Linked DNA regions of Mus musculus: region 1 is linked to region 2. The links are chromatin contacts, called in public HiChIP or PLAC-seq maps. All regions are on one chromosome and are shown on one strand. Each heading gives the region's core, a stretch centred on a gene start, on an enhancer-like site or on the middle of the called end of the contact. The rest is flanking DNA. Distances are from core to core; before and after follow the strand shown.

Region 1 (2,700 bases), core at 173-2,672, 240 kb before region 2:
TTAAGTCTAGTCTTCCAGTCAGCCTTCCACTTGCCAGAAGTATGCTGCTGTCCTCTCTCAGATCTGCATTTTCCCACACAAAGCAAGGAGAGCCACCTTCCTTCATCACCCTTGGTAGCCTGTCCTCCAGGGGTACTGTACCTCGACATAGGGCTCCTCCTATTGCTCAGGCCACCACTCTGGCCACCACAGGGCTTCCCAGGCATCTGCTGATGCGCACACACAGAGAGAGGGCCATCACCACACTCTGCTGCATGCCCAGAACCTTCCAGTCCCTTGGACACTCCCTCCAGGGCTCCCTCAGGTTTCACCAGTGGCTTCTCCATGGCTTTTCAGCCAAATGCTTCTTCCATGGGTGGTGCTCAGGAATTAGGTCCCCCACCCCAGAGATTCTAACAGAGCCCCACGGGGGAATTTCCAAGTTCAAGGCCCTCCTTGAAGTCTTTGAAATTTCATTAGCACCACCAAGAAGCCACATCTCTACCAGTCCAGGCCTGGGTCCTCTATCAGACCGGCCTCTGAGAACCTGACTTCTTTCCTCTTCCGTGGCTGCTTGCCACCCCATCTCACTCTGCAGTCTTATGGCCAGATATCCCTGCCTATGAATGCAGAGATTCTGTCCATCCCAAAGCCTGACAGGTATGACTGCTCAATAAATACTATTTTTTTTTTTTTTTTTGAGACGGTTTCTCTGTATAGCCTGGCTGTCCTGGAACTCACTTTGTAGACCAGGCTGGCCTCAAACTCAGAAATCTGCCTGCTTCTGCCTCCCGAGTGCTGGGATTAAAGGCATGCACCACCACGCCCGGCTTTTTTTTTGTTTGTTTGTTTCAATAAATACTTCCACATAATCTCTGTTGTGAACCCTTTTCCCCATGGCCATCAGATCCTGTGCAGGATCTTCCCTGTGGTGCCGTTTAGCTTTCTTCCCGCCACACTGTGAACATCCAAAGTGGAAAGCAGGGCAAGGCCTCTACTATAATATATTCCATCACTGGTGGCTTTGAGGTCCAGCTCTTAGAGTGCAACCCTATCTCCCCAGTTTGTCTCAGACATCTCCCCGCCTCCCCTCTCATGGAGGAAAGATAGGACCATCTGCCCCACCCCACCCCTAGATTTCTTCTTCCCCTTCATGTCTTGCTTTCTTTCTGGTTGATTTCAACACCCACCATCTGACCTCCACTCCTTGACAACTCAAGGATCTTCAGCCTGTCAGTCACTTCAGCTGGCAACCATCAGCATGGCCACACTTCGTGCTTTGACACCATCTCAAAATGGACTGACTGCTCTGACTCAGACCACAGCCTCAAATCTGTCACCTCCTACCAGCTCTCCCTTTTTCAATCATTATCTCATGGAGCTCTGCTGGCAGAAACAACCACAGGAAGATTCCCCGGGGCCCCATTGACTCTCTGCTGCCCCCTGGAGACATGTTAGAGAAAAGCCACAAAGGAAGGCAAAGAACTAAGGACTTCTGGTCATGCCCTCCCGTTCTCATTTGGCTCCTCAGGGACACTTCTCTGAGCTTCATCCTGACCCTGACCCTAGCCTGTTGACTATACCTTCTGCTCCTGGTAAGAAACTGAAGCCCTTTTGGCGGTGTGGGAATTGTCAGCATCTGCTACCTAATTACAGATTTGTCTGCTGTTGGCACTTCCCTTCATCTGCCACTTCTGCCTGGTTGGAGGGGAAGTCTGTCTTCCTCTAAGACCCACACCTGAGTCCTGCTCCCCTGCTCCCCTGCCCCCACCCTGTGAGGAGGCTCACTCTATCTCCTGCTCCCCCGCCCTTGTGTCTTCTGATTCATCTACTTCCTTCTTGCCAGTCACTGCCCGCTCCCTGCTTCCCCCTTGGCCTAGGCTTCTCATCCTACTTTCTGCATCTCCACACCATGCCTACACCCTCTACCCATTTGTTGGCACGAGGGAAGCTCCAGGCCTCTCAGCACCGTGGTCCTAGATAGTCCCTAGCATTCCTGACTGGGTCAGCCTCTCCCAGAAGTCCATCTCTCTTTGCATTTCTGGGTGCTTCGTTCCAGGTCTCTTTGCTCTTGTAAAGGTTGTTTTTCTGGCTTTGATTCTGGCTTCCTTTCCCCTGTACTGGGTACAGTCTCTGGGTTAGGGCAGCCTGCTCTGACTAGTTGTTGCTCCTGCCTGCTAGACCAGAATGCCAGGGTGTACTGGCAGCTTTGCCTAAAGCCTTGTGTGTGTACTGTGCACATTCTCTCTGTCCCTCCCCCTGGATTACCACTCTACCCTCTGCAGAGGTGCATTGCTGAGGGCAGGGCACCTCTTGTAACTGTTTCTCACCTGTAGCCAAAATTTGGTCCTTGCCTTTCCGTTGTTGCCTATATTCTTCTGTTAGCTGGACATTACTTTCTATCTCATCATCTTTGATAACGTTCAAGCTACTGGCCCCGGGATGGAACTGGAAACCTAGGAAGGAACAGTGGAGAAAAGTATTCCAGAGGTTTCCCTGGGCATTGTATATGGTTGAGCTCAGGAGATGTCACAAGCACTATAGCAGGTGGGGAGAGGACAGTGAGATCCAACCATCCGTGGGTTATCAGGATCACCAAGGGAGGAGGGAGATACACAATTCAGGTTAGGAAGAGGTGATCATTGCTCACTGTGCAGAGCAAGCCTGGGGGTAGAAGAGTCCATTGCTTTTATGTGTATATATGTATATATATATATATGT
Region 2 (2,700 bases), core at 151-2,650:
GGCTCCTCCACTCACTTCTGTGTGGCTTTGAGGAAGTTTAACCTCTCTGTGCTTTTTGTCTTAATTGGAGTACCTATCACCTGGGTTGCCTTAAGAAATTCCAAGTGGCTGATGGGGACTGGAGGAGGGGACAAAATGAAGTAGAAAGAGAGCCAGGTGCCTAAGACTATTAGTACTCACTGGGGCCTAAGATCGTCACCTGAGAAGCTGGGCAGTGGTGGCACACACCTTTAATCCCAGTACTTGGGAGGCAGAGGCAGGCAGATTTTTGAGTTCGAGGCCAGCCTGGTCTACAGAGTGAGTTCCAGGGCAGCCAGGGCTACACTGAGAAACCCTGTCTCAAACAAACAAACAAAAGATTGTCACCTGAGACAAGTGGTGAGCCTTTAGGGTAAAGGTCACTTGTGCCCCTTAGACAGTCCCAGGAGAAATTTACAGAGACAGCCCAATCTGCCTTGGGGTACTGGAGGTCTGGCCTACATGGACAGTGGAACCATTAAGTAGAAAAGCCATGCCAGGCAGGATCTTCTCTCCTCGCCAGACCCCGGGCCCTCTCACCACCCAGGACCAGGGTGCCATCTGACTTTCAACCTGTGCCAGAAAGTCCGGAGCAGGATCTAGAGAAGAGCTTGCACTGGTTAGTTTTGTTTTGCTTTGGTCAACCGGACACAAGCTGGAACCCTGGAATGGGGGAGCATCAGATGAGGGGTTGCCTCCATCAGATCATCAGATGAAGGGTTGCCTCCATCAGATTGGCCTGTGGGAAAGTCTGTGGAGCATTTTTTTTTCCATTTAATGATCGATGTAGGAGAACCCAGCCCATTGTGAGTAGGGCCAGCCCTGGGCAGGTGGTGCCTGGAGACATAAAACAGCCACCTGAGCAAGGCAGAGGGAGCAAGCCAGTAAGCAGCGCTCTGTCACGGTTCCTGCCACTGCTCCTGCTTGGGTTCCTGCCCTGACTTCTCCCTCACTGATATGGACGAGTAAGCCAAATAAACCCTTTCCTCCCCAGCTTACTTCTGGTCCCCGTGTTTCGTCACAGCAACAGAAAGTGAACCGGGGCAGGAGTCAGGCTGGCCTCTGAGGCAGCTTCCAGAACTGCACTCTGCTCTCCTCTGACCCACTCCTCTGAACCACATCCTGCACCTGCAGAGCTCTTTTCATAGTACATCATCAATCAGTCTAATCACCAAGCAAGCTCTAAACATTGAGTGTTATTATCCCATTTTATGGAGGGCAAGCTAAGCCAGCCATGGTCCTTCCTGATCCCTTCTGCAGCCTCCACAGGGCCTTCATGGGAGCCTGAGTCTCCTCCCTTGAAGGGACCAGCAGCTGGCCCTAGGCAGACCCAGCAGGTTATAACAGATCATCTCGACCGGGATCTCTCTAAGTGGCCAGTAGGGGGCGCTGCTGCCCCCCCAGAAAGGCCACACTCAAGTTCCGGCCATCTGCCTAAGGTCCCAGGACATAATAAGGCAGGGGTAACATAAGGGGTTCAGCCTTTCTAACCTGAGCACAGAAGAAAGACAAAGCCCTCAGTCTCTTCTTGTGTGGTGTGTCCACCAGCTGAGAGAACATTCTAGACGTGTACCCAACTCTGCTCTCAGGAGATGGTAAAGACTGAGGAAGGGAATGCGTCCAGGCCATACCCACATAGAAAGTCAACTTGCAGTGGAAGCTCAGTGTGAGTAGGAACCCCCAGAGACTGCGAGCTAAAGGTACCCATGCAGTCACGTTGGGGTAGAGAGTGATGGTCCAATTGCTGTGGGGAGAGAGGTGTGCCTCAGCCCCCAGGACAGGAAATGGGATGAAGGTGAGAAGGGCCAGTCAGGAGAACTCCAGCAATAGAGATGACCCTCTTGGGCCCTGAGAAGAGACCCTTGAGTGGGTCAGAGCAGCAGGTTAGGCAAGACAGAGAGTTGGAAGATTAGAGACCAAAAGGATCCCATAGTCTAGGGTTCTACCTCATCCACTTGGCAGAGTCCTTAGTCCCCTATCTGACAGGATGGACCAGCAGACCTCTGATGAATCCCTTTTCTACTCCAGCCTTATCATGGCCTGGGACCTGAGGCAGGTGACTAGAACCTGGCTGTGGCCACTCCTGGGGCAGAACCTCTTGCTATTAGCCACCTACAGAGGCCCCAGTGTGAGCCAGAAGTGATCTGTCATACCCTATCTGGTCAGCCCAGGACCAGCTACTAGACCCCTTCATGGGAGAAGGCTGCAGAGGGGACTAGGAAGGACCCTGGCTGGCTCAGCTTGCCCTCTGAGGGCCCCTTCACCATTGCCTCCCTAGTTGCCACTGAAGCTGCCACAGCCAGGTAATTTTATTGAAGCCCCATCGAAGCCAGCAGCCTCCCCCTACAGTTCTCCACTGCCCAGAGGGGCCAGGGCTGGGGAGTCACAATAGACACCGGGGGATAGGACCATACTAGGGAAAGGGCGGTGCTTGCTTGACCTGCACTAGGTGGAGAGATGGATGACTCGAACCTTGATGACCATTTCCTCAGGAGCAGCAGAAACCAGACAAGGGGTAGGTGTGCCATCTCGTGACTCAGCAGCGATGAGTGTGAACCTCCTACCACCTCATACTGATCTTGAAACTTAATCCCTGTCCCTTTGCTCTCAATTTCACAGCTAAATACCTCACCCTCCACATCATCTACACCCTCACCCTGCTTCAACACTATGCTCCTTGGC

What was found. HiChIP or PLAC-seq counts read pairs in DNA pulled down with a chosen protein or histone mark.
Region 1: a CTCF HiChIP or PLAC-seq map of CD8 T cells shows a contact between it and region 2, with 5 read pairs. The contact joins two enhancer-like sites. A contact is called at or near these places in 2 of 15 datasets of contacts at CTCF or cohesin (CD8 T cells and embryonic stem cells), 2 of 484 Hi-C or Micro-C datasets (the G1E-ER4 cell line and embryonic stem cells) and 2 of 115 datasets of contacts at active chromatin or transcription factors (extraembryonic endoderm stem cells and stem cell-derived neural progenitor cells).

Annotation. Positions count from the first base shown.
Region 1 is chr9:58,225,168-58,227,867 of GRCm38.p6, reverse strand. The region is part of intron 7 of Pml (promyelocytic leukemia); the gene reads left to right. Among named protein-coding and RNA genes, the nearest start is that of Mir6385, 5.4 kb to the right of the region's middle. Within about 2 kb of position 1,422, at least 33 of the 459 cell types and tissues checked have an H3K27ac peak or open chromatin away from gene starts, as enhancers often do. A contact at or near this core is called in CD8 T cells, where this site is marked.
Region 2 is chr9:57,989,326-57,992,025 of GRCm38.p6, reverse strand. No RefSeq gene overlaps it. Among named protein-coding and RNA genes, the nearest start is that of Cyp11a1, 24 kb to the left of the region's middle. Within about 2 kb of position 1,400, at least 36 of the 459 cell types and tissues checked have an H3K27ac peak or open chromatin away from gene starts, as enhancers often do. A contact at or near this core is called in CD8 T cells, where this site is marked.